2 separate regions of the Mus musculus genome follow, and region 1 is linked to region 2. A link is a contact called in public Hi-C data. All regions are on one chromosome and are shown on one strand. Each heading gives the region's core, a stretch centred on a gene start, on an enhancer-like site or on the middle of the called end of the contact. The rest is flanking DNA. Distances are from core to core; before and after follow the strand shown. Region 1 overlaps Gm38822 (a long non-coding RNA gene). Region 2 has its middle 17 kb from the start of Gm45943.

The links. Hi-C and Micro-C count contacts between places; a contact is called where the count stands out from the background.
Region 1: a Hi-C map of the STO cell line shows a contact between it and region 2, with 2.4 times the contacts expected there. The contact joins two enhancer-like sites. A contact is called at or near these places in 1 of 39 promoter capture datasets (hematopoietic stem and progenitor cells), 8 of 15 datasets of contacts at CTCF or cohesin (the G1E-ER4 cell line, the NIH/3T3 cell line, embryonic stem cells and 5 more), 118 of 484 Hi-C or Micro-C datasets (the AML12 cell line, the AtT-20 cell line, the BV-2 cell line and 67 more), 33 of 115 datasets of contacts at active chromatin or transcription factors (PVALB interneurons, Th17 cells, astrocytes and 20 more) and 6 of 9 other capture datasets (adipose tissue, embryonic stem cells, embryonic tail and 3 more).

What each region holds. Positions count from the first base shown.
Region 1 is chr6:58,754,318-58,760,797 of GRCm38.p6, reverse strand. It overlaps Gm38822 (a long non-coding RNA gene), which reads left to right. Exons shown (of 3, transcript XR_869136.2): 3 at 1,600-2,453. Among named protein-coding and RNA genes, the nearest start is that of Gm38822, 56 kb to the left of the region's middle. Within about 2 kb of position 4,012, at least 11 of the 459 cell types and tissues checked have an H3K27ac peak or open chromatin away from gene starts, as enhancers often do. A contact at or near this core is called in the STO cell line, where this site is marked.
Region 2 is chr6:58,597,276-58,604,687 of GRCm38.p6, reverse strand. It overlaps a transcript of Abcg2 not described here. Among named protein-coding and RNA genes, the nearest start is that of Gm45943, 17 kb to the right of the region's middle. Within about 2 kb of position 1,992, at least 24 of the 459 cell types and tissues checked have an H3K27ac peak or open chromatin away from gene starts, as enhancers often do. A contact at or near this core is called in the STO cell line, where this site is marked.

The DNA.
Region 1 (6,480 bases), core at 2,763-5,262, 150 kb before region 2:
CGCTGTTACTGTTTTCTTAAAGAGAAACAAATCTTTGTTATTATTTAAAATATAAATAAATGATCTTTTTTTACAAGTATTACCCCACCAAGGCAAGAAATATAATCCACTGAGAAATGTTGATGCTTAAGTAGAGCAGACACCACTCATATAGCGAGCTGCAATGGAGCCTTTGCAGAAGTCAGCACTATTCCAAAGACCAACATCTCACATACACACCATGCAGACAGGAGCTTTTCAAAGCCATTGAGTAGATTTTCATCTCCTTTGAATGTTTTTGAGAGTTATTCTCTACATGTTGAGCTATTTTACAAGCAATAGAAAAGGCAATTCTAGAATTTCAAAACAACAGTAGAAGCAGGACTGAAAATTTCATTCTTTATCCAAAGTTGCCAAATATTTAAAAAGCACATGTACATGTCTCTCCTGCTTTATATAAAAGAACAACTGGGAAAACAGAAGCCAGGGCCAGGGTGCAGGCTTAACATGTGAGTGTGTGTGTATGTGTGTGTGTGTGTGTGTGTGTGTGTGTGTGTGTGTGTGTGTGAGTGTGTGTGTGTTATGTGTACCTGTGTCCAAAATAAGTTTGAAGGTACTCTTGACAGTGGCTGAAAGGCACTTTCTGACTTACTATAAGTGCATAGAATATATTAAATATTGAAAATTCTGTGGCTTCAGGAATTTGAAGCTAACTGAGATGTATAGATTTTGGATCTGGTTAATTTTGAAAGATCATGATTTGTTTTGCAGTTTTTAAATAATAAAGTTTATAAAAAATTATCACAAAGTATGCTTTTATTCTTCATTTTGGTACCAAAAAACTTCTTAAGACTTTGCCATAAATTAATATTTTTAAATGTGCTTTGTTCATGCTCTTAACATTTGTACCTTCACTTGACCACCAGAAGTATAAACTTAAGTCAGTTTATCTTAGGCAGGGGGGACATTTCAGCTGAAGGTTGTCATGTCAGCATCTTCTTACTTGGATCATTATAAGAAGTAAGAGTAAGGGCTGGAGAGATGGCTCAGCCATTAAAGGTTAGGCTCACAACCAAAAATGTAAGAAGTAAGAGCCTGGGAATATGAATGTGTCTCAGTATCAGGGATAGAGTACTTGCTGTTGCATGTATAGAGTCCTGAGATTGGTCCTCAGCATCTCACCACCAACACCACCATCACCACTACCACCACCACCACACACACACACACACACACACACACAGATTACAGAGATTTCTTTCTTTTTTTGGGGGATGAGGGGCAGACTGGACTTGAATTCAGAGATCCACCTGTCTCTGCCTCCTCCTGAGTGCTGGGACTAAAGACATGTACCGTGACCACCCAACTCCATGTAGAGTTTTCATTTCCACTAAATTTTGAAAGAGTGGAGTGATCAATCATATTTCCAGCAATTTAGTATCACATCTCCAAATCATCTAGGTATTCATGTTTCTGCTGATGGTGTTTACTACTAAGCTACAAGATGTCCCTGAAAATAACTGACAAAGGAAATCAGCACCATTCAAGTCTATTCTTGCTGTATGCATATATCAGAGCTTGTCTGTAACTTAGTCCTCATTAATGTCCTCTTCCTGTTAGGTTAAAGAATGACAAGAAACAACAAACCTTTGCTGTCCTCTAACTCGGGTAGTATTTTGGCTTCTGACACCTGAATGCCTACTAAGAAGACAATGTCCTGCAGTGGATTCTTCAGCTGACCTCAGGCCACTTTGTTTTCTCAGTGTGTCAGGCTGTGCCTCAGATGCATCTGTGGTAAACAGAAAAGGTCAAATGAAGGCTTGCTTCAATAGTATAATAGGCAACTTTTTGTTGTTGTTGTTGTTGTTGTTGTTGTTGTTGTTGTTATTTGATTTTTGGTTTTTCGAGACAGGGTTTCTCTGCATAGCCCTGGCTGTCCTGGAACTCACTCTGTAGACCAGGCTTGACCTCGAACTCAGAAATCTGCCTGCCTCTGCCTCCCAAGTGCTAGGATTAAAGGCATGTGCCACTACTGCCCTATGTTAGCATTTTTTAACTATTCATTTATTGTGTCAGATCAATCTCCAGAACCCAGAGGAATCTCAGCTGTTATTTTATTGTAAAATATGTTTATACAACTGCACCCAAATGAATTGGCCTCCTTTTATTCCTCAAATGCAGCAAAATAGATGGATACTTATTCATGGTTTTGAACATTTGGTTCCAACATGGAGGCACAGTGTTGGGAGGTAATGAACCCTTTAAGACATGGAGGTCTGACTGGCAGATGTTGGGCACTGGGAAAGCCTTGAGGTTTATCACCCAGTCCTGCTTTGTCCTGTTCATGCTTTCTGGTTTACATCTTCCTATTGCCACAAACTCTACAATGCTATCCACACTAGCATGCTCTAAAAAACATGAACTGAAATAAATCCTTCCTCAACTTGTTCCTATAAGGTGTGATGTCATGGTAGAGACAAATGGCTAACATGAGGAGTAAGGTCAATAGATATGTTATAGATAGATCCATAGATGGATGGATGGGTGGGTGGGTGAATAGATGGATGGATGGATGGATGGATGGATGGATGGATGGATGGATGGATTGATGGATGGGGAAAGCCACCCTAAATGGGTGTTTTATGAAGATAGGACAAGGAGCTACAGAGTGGCTACTTTTCTGAGCTAGCTGGCTGGTGTTGTGGCAGTTTGAATAAAAATATCCCCACAGGCTCATGTGTTTGAATACTTAGCTCCCTTTTTGGGTAGTTCTTCTGGGGAAGTTTCAGGAGGTTTGGCCATCTGGAGGAAGTGTGTAACTTAGATAGGCTTGGAGAATAAGAAAACCATTCCTACTTCTAATTTGCTCTCTCTATTCGGTGCTTGTTATTCAAGAAGTTCCTGCTCCAGTTGTGATGCTTCTATTCTGCCAACTTGGACTCTTATCCTTCTAGAACCATAAGCTCAGATAAACTCTTTTATAAGTAGTGTTGGTCATGGTATTCGATCATAGCAGTAGGAAAGTAACTAATGAAGTATAATTGACTTCTATTTAAAAATAATCTAGTGGCGTTAAATGACTTGTGGGACAAGAAAATATTTGAAACAGAAAGTGTGTGTGTGTGTTATACACTTTTGTACGTGGTGTACGTGGGCGCACACACACACACAGGACACATAGACATAAACACACACACACACACACACACACACACACACACACACACACACACACACTTACCAGAAAGTCTTCCCTATACAGAGGCCCTTCTGACAATGAGCAAAGCCTGATAAGACAGCTCTGGGAAAAAGGAAGTAGAAAAGTTACCTTTCTTCCCTCGCCCTCAAGAGCCTCTCAGTCACTCTCTGTTTTTCAAATTGTCCACAGAGAATTCATATTTTAACCCAAATAAGATATTTGCAAGCATCTATTTACTTGGCATTTGGAAGTAAACATAGAATTCACAAGAATAAATGCTTCAGGAGGAGAAGGGGCTGAATGAAGATCATTATTCTGACTGAAATCATCAGACCCTGGAATGAAACTTGAAGCCAGCAAGTTTGCATGTGCTTTATGCTCTATTATTTGTTACGAAATATTTTTGATAAAGATTTTATAGCCTTATTAAAATAAGAATGATTCATTTATTTATAAAATAAATATGATTTAGTTATTGATTCATTAGTCATTTAACAATGTTTATTGGTCTACTAAATTCCAGCACAAATTATGTATGTTATATATAGTTTGTGTGTATGCTGTACAGTGTGTGTTAAATACAGAGGGAACATGGTAAAGAAAACAGCTTGATCCTGCTCTAATGAATTGTGAGGAAAATATTTTAAATAATGTCACTCAAGTTACAGGTCACAGTTATGTACTAAAAAGGAACAAAATGGAGAGAGAGAATGGAGAGAGAGAGAGAGAGAGAGAGAGAGAGAGAGAGAGAGAGAGAGATGGATGCTGTTGGAAACACAAAAACACAACCTCTTGCCTCAGGGAAGGGGAAGTCAGAAAAAGGAAGTGACTCACAGTCAATGAATGACAGCAATTACTTTGGATGGAGCCCTTGCCTTGGGGCCTCTCCTGATCACTCTTCATAGACCATCCTATTATCACATATAGAACCAGTACGTAAGGGAGGTACTGTAAGCTTTTTCATTTTATTAATGCAAAACAAATCCTAAAATTAACTTATAACATTAAACTGGGGATGATAAGATAATTCAGTGGATACAGGCACTTGCAGCCAGATTCAACTCAGCAAGCCTACTTTGGTCCTCAGGAAGGATATTGTGTAAGGAGAGAATTGATTCCTACTCATTGTCCTCTGATCTCTACACGTGGCACACCTCCTAATAGTGCCCTTCCCTATGGGCCAAGTAGTCAAACAAATGAATCTATGGGGGCCACATCTCCACATTCAACTCCCTGGCCCCCATAGGTTTCTAGCCAAAACATAATGCAAAATGCATTTAGTCCAACTTCAGAAGTCCCCATAGTCTATCACAATCTCAACAATATTTAAAAGTTCAAAGACTCTGGTGAGAGTCATGCAATCTCTTGACTCTAATCCCCTATAAAATCAAAATAAAAAGGCAGATCACATACTTCCAAAATCATAGAAGATACATTACCATTCTAAAATGTCATAGTGAGGAAATACTGGACTGAAAAGGACCAAATGCCAGCTGGGCAGACTCCAAATGCTGCATCTCCATGTCTGATGTTCAACTTCTTTCAGCTTTGTTGACTAAAACACAATCCTTTCTCTTAGACTGGTTCCATTCCCTGTTAGCAGATTTCCCTAGCAGATACCCAACTGCTCTGGCACCTCTAATATCTAGGGGTCTCCAAGGCAACTTCAATTTCACTAAAGTGTTCAATTTTACCAATAAAGACTCAGGAGCCAAATACTGGGGTGAAACCTGCTAGCTCAGAGAGGTGGAGAAACTAACCAGATGACCTTCCTCCTTAGCCAATGTTCTCTCACACTGTCAAAACAAAAACAAAAACAAAACAAAAACCCTCAAACTAAATGTCCCTCCCTTCTACTACCTGTGAGTCTCTGTATCTGTCCTCTGACTTACTCTCTGTGGGTTTTTTCCTAATAATCCTATGTTCACTTCCTGTCAAATAATTGCTTGTTCTGCCTCTTGACCTATGGTTGCCTTCATTTAGTCCTGTTTACAATATTCAAGCAGGGAGCTCTTGAATTAAGAGCTATGTGGGTGCTAGGACTGAGCCACACAAGGAGAAACAGTTTTTTTTTCCAGTAAATAACACAGTCTTGGGGTTCATGGTGGGATCAAATATTCTGCAACATACCTTGGCACTCACCTTTGAGAGCATACACACACAGAGAGTATAATAAAAAGTTGAACAGCAATGTTGGTAGAGCCAAAACCCCAAACCTAAGACCACTTGTTTCAACATTTTTTATCGCTTTCTCAAATTTTACTATCTTTTCATCATAGTTTTAAAATATGCTCTATAAACTTAAAATATGATTGTACAACAAAAATTGGGATGAGCATAGATTCTCCTCTTTTGTGTTGGCTGTTGAATTTGAAGGTTTCATTTTTTTAAGTATAAACGGTAAATAAATAAATGCAGAGTACATGGGTAAGCAAATAAATGATTCCCTTGTTCAGAGATCAGTGTATAAATGTTTTGTTATATTTTATTTTGTATTTTTATAAAATTTTATAACATATAGTTTTGTGAGTGAATATATACATTTTATTTTTCATTGTCATTGTTCATAGAAAAAATATTTTTTTCAAAAAATATGATAGCAACATTCATCATCCTGGCAACACTGGTACTATGTGGAGTCCAACTCACAAGTATTGCTTAGACCCAGTCCCCCTTCTATTTGCCTGTCATTAGCCCATCTCCTACATTGCCTGACACGACACAGACACCATGTGGAATGCTACACAGAACTACCTGCAGTTTCCTGAACCCATTCCCCTATCAGACTGTCTCTCTGTCACTCCACTCACCGTCCTACCCAGTGCCAACACCTCAGGGAATACAAACCTGAATGCCAGGATCCCCTGCAAACCCAGTGAGCCCTCTACAAACTCCTGAAGATCAGCAGGGAGAATCTTCTAAGCCTCCAGATGATGTTACTCCCAACTCAGAAGGAACAGCTATTCTTAGCCAAGCCAAGGCTAGTTCTGATTCCCAATTCTCACACCAACAAAGAGTCATTCCACTACTGAACACCAAGCACCATTCTGCCAGTGCACAGCCGGGCAAGTTAGGGTAATAGTAAAGAAGATTCCAAACAATCCAACAAAGAGAATGTCAGATAGTGGCACTAAGAAACATTAGAAAAAATGTAAACTCATGCCTAGGTCAAATCTCCAAAACACAATAAACATGAGTAAGAAATATATCTCCTTTGGAAATTATCCCTCCAACTGTACTGTTCTCTGAGTAAAGCAACCTAGCTCATGTGCAAGGCAGTATATTCTTTTTTTTTTCTTTTA
Region 2 (7,412 bases), core at 743-3,242:
AGTTGTCCTCTGACCTACAGAAGTGCCAGGCAGGACCCCCCTACACACACACTCCAAAGGGGTCTGGACATATGGGTTTTAATGTACTTAGCATGAAAGGCGTATCTAAAACTAAGACAAGTTCAGAAGAATTGCCATAGAAGACAAAAACCAAAGCTGTTAGAATTTAAATACTTCAGGCTAGTTTTGGATGCCCTACCTACTTTTCTGAATGCAACAATTCTCTTATTTGAAACATTGTCTCATTATATCAAAGGGAAACATGAAGTGTGCAGTAAAGATAGTTAGGGAGGTGGAGTAAAGAGGAGAGGGTTTCCCCACCATCAAGGTGAAGGCCAGTTTGTCCACTTTCTCCGTTTTCATTTTAATTATAGAAATTAGAGCTTTGGAGCTGGAGAGATGGCCGAGCCACTAAAGACTAGGTTCACAAACAAAAATATAAGAAGTTGGAGATTTGTATGGAGAGCAGAACACATGTCCTAGTTTATGTGGCAAATTCTCACTTACACATTTCCCCTCTCCAATATAAATAGTGCCTCCTTCCACTACTTGAAGATTATCTCAGCTACAGATGAAAACTAAAAGTACCTAAGTACATACAAGCAGCACTAACTGGATATTTGTTTCAGACGTGTGTGTGTGTGTGTGTGTGTGTGTGTGTGTGTGTGTGTGTGTGTGTGTGTGTTTATGACATGAAGCTGAGGGGAAAATGTGCTGGGGGTGAGTTCTCAAGGGTCTGGAGGGGGGCCCAGTAGAGTATGTATATACTCAACCTATATTGTATACACATATGAAGAGAAGAAGAATCATTTGCTTGACTCTGGCACCCTCTGGTGATTAAAGCATGAAACATCTTTACACAAACAAGTTTTCCTAAAAGCATTAGGACATTCACATTCTGATGTTGCTTATTCCTAGAGGAGAAAGTAACACGAACTATTAACATTCCAAATTGGACCATCTAACAGTCCTCACTAAACCTCAGCTTTGAATTCCACATCCTTAAACTTTGTCCCTATCGGAGTCTCACCACCACTGCCATCTTTGACACTGTCCAGCATGCCTTTTGTCTCAGATCTTAGTAACTCAGTACACAGATGACCTTCCCAACACTCTTCCCTGCTTCTGCAAAGTTCTCCCAGGTAATGTCTTGGGGGTTGCCACCTCCAATTTCTCTCCCTTTCAAGTCACCATTAGTAACCCAATTCTTCCTGGAGACCCCTCAAGAAGCTCTCAAGAACCTGCTCACCACTCCCTCACTGTGCTGCATCCTGTGTGGTCTTCTTTAGTTCCCATGTTCCCACACCTGCTGAAAGTCCACAATCTTTTGTTGTATTCACACCTCTGAGAGCACCTAAACTCCCTCTTTTACCTAGGCAGACTCTAGACAAAACCCACTAACTAACTTCTCTATTTTTTTTTCATCCTGCATGAAACTGGGGAAAACATATAAGAATAATGACTCATCTGAGTTTAAATTCAGGGTCAAGAATTCTGATGTCTCACTGGTATACAGCTGATACTGTATGGCAGCTAGCCTTAGCCTTTTGCAGTCTCTCTCTCTCTCTCTCTCTCTCTCTCTCTCTCTCTCTCTCTCTCTGTCTCTCTCTCTCTCTCTTTCTGTGTGTGTGTGGGGGGAGGGGGAAAGAGAAAGTCTTGCTATGTGCCATCACTCCTGTCCTTGTCCTTATTTTCCTATTTCAATAGTCATCTGATTCATTCATTCATTCATTCATTCATTCATTCATTCTCCCAATCATATTCACCCCCCCATGCACATGTGTGTATCATTCTTGAGTGATAATATCATTTCCTGCTTTACTGAGAAAATTGAAGCAAAGGGGAACTTTGAGATTACTGGCAGTGCCCACCTTACTGTAATGAGAGGAGCAGTCTACCTTTCTAAGTAAAGGCCAGGGCAGCTGCTTTGCATCAAATCCCATTTCTTTCCTTGCTCAGTGACAGCCCTTTCCCCTTTCTCCTCTGTGTCATCTTATAAATATGAAGTCTTCCAGACCACTTGGCACAGCATAAACATGTTGGTATTTATTTACCCCATCTTCAGTCGTTCTCTCTTTTTTTTTTCTTCTTCAGTTTTTTCAATCGTTCTCTTAATCCCACATTTCCTTCCAATTGTTCTATTGCTCTGCTCTCTTTTACAACAACACTCTTCAAAAACCCCCACAAATTCCATCAGCTCTCTAGTCTTGTCCTTGGGTTCTCTTTCAAACCCACTCTACTCAAACAAAGAGATTAGTAATAAATTGCTGACCTAAATGTGAGATGGTTTTGTAGGCAGCAATAAATATCTGGACTAACTGTCAGAGACAGAAACTTGGGCCTCCTCCAGAGGGAGTGACCTCATCCTAAAACCATGCTGCTTTAGGAGTTGTCCACTTAGGAAGAGCTGGGGATGTGTGGTTCTTGGGGGTTGCAGTCATGAAAGCTAAGTATGGCCTCTCCTATCTGTAATCCCACCGCTAAGGAGGCTGAGTCAGATGAACAGCAAACAGCAAGTTTAAGGCCAGCCTTGGAATCCCAATCACCCAAAGAAATTAAATCAAAGTCATTGATGAGAGCACAATTCCCAAGGAATTAGACCCCAAGGATTTAGAATATAGCATGTTGGTGGAATAATGAAGGTGGCAGTAACAGTTTAAAAAGGATAGCTAATAAAGTTCTAGAGTCCGCAATTGAAAAATCAGAAAATCTCTAACAAAATTTAGACAAAAGATAGCAACATTTATAGAAATAATGGGCCCATTATGTTCAGCCAGGAGATGGGGCATGTCCATCTTCAACTTGACTCTCTGGGATAATACTTCCATCAGTACATTAAAAATTCACTGATGAGAGTCAGCAGGTGGCATAGAAGCTAAAGACACTTGCTGTTAAGCACAATGACCAAAGATCAATCACTAGGACCCACATGGTGGAAGGGGAGAATCAACTCCTCCAAGTTGTTCTCTGACCTTTACATACGCTCTATAGTATCATCGCATGCACCCCTAACCAAATAAATGTTTAAAAATGAATAGATTGGAACTAGAGAACTGGATCAGCTGTTAAGAGTGCTTGCTGTATAATCATAAAAGTCAGAGTTTGAATTGCAGCATCTATGTTTCAAGTTGGACGACTCATGTATGCCTGTAACCCCCACTCTCGGACGGGCCAGAGACAAGAGAATGACTGGGGATTTCTGGCTTCCATCCTACCAAGAAAATGAGTTTCACATTCAGGCAGGGATCATGGCTCAAAGAAGTAGGCACAGGGTAATAAAGGTGGGTATGTTGACTCTCTCTTCTGGCCTCCATGCATGTAGATAAATGTGTGTACTTACAATAAGAATGCATACACTTGGACAGACACATATACACATACATACATACATACATACATACATACATACATACATACATACGTATTTTAAAACTGGTAGCTATGGCTCACATCTAATAAATGCTTTGGTGAGCCAGACACAAAGAAGACATAATAATAGATGACTTAAATCTGAAGAACTCTGTAGGTCAGACAGAATGGTAGGTGTGATTGACATGGAAATGGATACCCTAACCTCAGGATGACAGCAGTGATCTCAAAGGTCAGCAGGTACAGCTTCACTGTTAGAGAGACTGTGGTACAACTTCCATGGTAAGCTAGAGGGATGAGAGGTAACCAGACTTCTCTGACCTGTTGTTGTACTCTATGGCAAGAGCATAATGATCATGGGTCTGAGATCCTCAAACATACACAGGGAAGCAGAAACTTAGGGGGCAAAGCATGCCTTATACCCAATACTCAGCACTAAGTCCATGCAGAGACTGAGAGCCCTCTGAGGAGCATATATTGGAAGATTTTCTTTTTTCTTTTTCTGTAGTGATTCTTTTTATTTTTCAATTTTGAACACACACACATATAAAATATACTTTTTATCTTTCTCCTCATTATCCTCCTTTCCTCCCACCCTCCACTAAATTTTGTCTTCCCCCTTCTGGTTATTTTGTGTGTGTGTGTGTGTGTGTGTGTGTGTGTGTGTCTGTGTCTGTGTCTGTGTGTGTGCACGCGTGTGTGGTTTATATGTGTCCCACTGTATTTAATTAGGATTGCTTGCATGGGGGGAGGGAGAAGGAGATTATTAACAGATACAAATGGAACCTGAGTCTTAGATTAAAATTATTATACAGGAGATACTTATATTTAAAAAGTGTGTTTTATTTAATAATCTTACATAAGAAGTACAATTGATCCTGGTTGAGAACTACTGATAGAAACTAGTATTTATCAATAGTTACATGTGGTGAGCCTCAGTAAATGTCAATTCTCAGGGTATATTAGCTCAACAGCAGGGTGTAGGTCAGTAGGAAGACATCCTCACAACCCTGGTTCAAGTGCAGCAGCACCACCCCTCCCAAAGCCATAAGGAAAATACTGATTTAGGAAACCGCTCTCCAGGATTCTGATTTAATAGGATTAGGATAATGTCTGTGGATTTGCAATTAATACCCAGTAATAATCACCATAAGTTTGTCAATTAGTGCTGGTCTAGAAATACACGTTGGATAATGCTGCCCCAAGGAGATCTACTCGGGGCGACTCTTGGGCAAGGAAAGGGTCCACACTTACAGGGGTTATTAGATATGGCTTCTAAAATTGTCTGCCTGACCTGAAACTATTCAAAGACTGAGCCTTGCAGAGGAGCATGTAGGTTGCAGGCCTTGCAGAGTGGCAGCTATGATGGGAGCAAGCATTAAACGGGGTTCTCTTGAACTTGCCCTTCCACTCCCAAGAACACAGAAACAATGCAAGTAAAACCCCAAATCCAAAAGCCCCAAAACTGAAGCATTCCATAGTCTGAAACATTTGGAGAAAATAACAAAATGTTGAATATTGCACAAGTGGCCTTCTGTAACACATCACAGTAAAAATGCAGGTACAGTTGCCTGCAGACTGTACTGCAAAGTATATGTGAATAAGGAAATGTAAACATGTCTTGCACTTAGATTTGGGTCTGATCCTCAGAGTTTAAGGAATGCATACACATATTCTCAAGTCTGAATCATTTATGGCCCCAACTATTTTGGATCAAGGGATGCTCAGCATGTACTGTGTCCCTAAGAGAAGTGCAGAGATTAATTCCAAAAATAGAGAGGATAACCAAAACCTTCCCCTAATTCCTATTTAAGTCATCTCCTTAGAGGAAACAAAAACAAAGTAGATTGCTAGATCATTATAGCCTCAATCAGATTGAAATGCCAATCGCCAAGGCAGCACAAGACTAAGATTTTTAATATAGACAACATAGCATCTAGTACACAGTATGCAGCCACTAACCTAACAAATATTTCCTAACTGAAAATCTGACAACTGACACAGAATATAAGGCTATTTGTATATCCACTGAAGCACACCATTATGGAGATTTAAAAATATCAGATGGCTAAGATAACTGACTCTAGGAATGCCCATAACATTTTCTCCAGGCTTTCTCAGAGTCCATCAATGGTTCCATGTCACAAATTGGCTCTGGCAGCATACAAGGATAACACAGTTGCACTTAAAGCATGCTTTTCACTTTTCTCAGTGTGCTCTGCCTATCACTCTTGCAGTGTCCCCAGTCTACCAACAGCCAAAGCCAATGCTAAGCAATTGTTGTGATACAATTACCCAGGATGACCAGGTGTCCCCCTAGTTTCAATAAATGTACACTTTTCCAATCCAAGGAAGATCAACTTAATCCTTCCAAGGAAAATCACACACTCATGGTGGAAGTTTAACTGTCTGGCCTGCAGACCCTCTGCATTATTTTCATGACACTAAAGAATACTTTATCTAGCGTCACACTGCACATCACTTCCTTGCAACTAAAACGAGGTTATTGTCGTGTATTTGACATAACGTTGCTTCTCACCACAGGCATATATATATATGGCATATGAGGTTTGGAAATACCCACATGTTCCCAAAATTCACTATATATCCCTATTATGATGAAAGAGCTGACTTCATAGACCGGTGAATGGGCCTGTGGAGGGTGCCATTAAACTGCAGTGTAAGCTGTCGCCTTAAGCCAGCAGTAACTATTGAATACAAATGCCCAGCTGTGGGAACCATAAAGTGATTATTCCATCCACACTGGTCTTCTGCTTCACCCATGCCTTTCTCCACTGCCTGCCTCTCTCTCTGTCTCTTCAGACTGCCTTCAAATAGCTGTCAGTAATACTTTGTTGTTAAACCTACTTTTTGCCTCCCTGAATAACTTTTATACACTGTTTCATACATGTATTTTCTTCTTCTTTATTATCTATCTATGAGGTAAGTTCCAAACAAGTAGGGATTTCTGGTTCTTTCTTCTATCACCAGTGCCAAAAAGAGTACCAGAGTCATAGCCGGACTGACCTGGAGAGTAAAGAGTACCTCTGTCTACATCATGGATGCTTGGCAAACCTCTGCTGTAAAAGATCTAACAGAAGATATTTCAGACTTCTGAGCATGTAGCTTCTGTTCTCACCACTCCTCTCTGGTGTTGTGACATAAAAGCAGAATGGGCTGGTAAATAAATGTGTGATGTGTGGAGAAGAAAGAAAGGGCTTTGCTCAAAGATGAACGAACATGCAGTAAAGGAGACACCTACACCCTAAACCTGGCTTACAGCATCTAGGAACTCCTTAAGAGAAACTTCTAAATTTAAAGATAACACATCAGACTGAAAGACAACCAGGGCAGGGATGTTGTTTGATTTTGTTTTCTTCAGCTCTTTAATCATGCGCTCAGCCAAATCTAGTCCTGTCTGTACCTTCCAGCCCATTCTTAAAAAGCAAAATCTCTAGAGCGTTAGGCAAGCACTTGTTACTTACTCAAGGCTGGAATACAAACTTGTAGGTTGTTAAAAGGCAGAATCTGAGGGCTAGGGATATAGCTTAGAGGTAGGATACTGGCTAGCCTATCACAATTTGAATTTGATTTCAACCCCTGATAAAATTTAAAAATTCTAAGGCAAATGCAGTGGTGCATGACTTTAATCCTAGCATCAAGAGGTGGGGACAGGCAGATAAAGTTTGAGACCAACCAGGACTACACAGTGAGACCATGTCTTTAAAACAAAATAAACTAATTAAAAAAAAAAAAGAATCTCAGGGTAATAGCAGGGTTTTTAATTTCCAGCTCCTTGTGGCACTGTGAAAGAACCCAGAGCCTTAAATATACTAGGCAAGTGACCAACTACTGAGTTACATCTCCAGTTCTTGTTCTTATTTCTTTAAGTAGTTAAATTCATTCTGACTACTCTTAAACCCCCATACTCTCATCCTATATTTTAATAAGATCCTCCAGTGACTCATACTCATAGTAAAGTGTAGAATGTACAGATCTAATCACACATTTGTCAATGCACAGGTCAAAACAAAACAAAACAA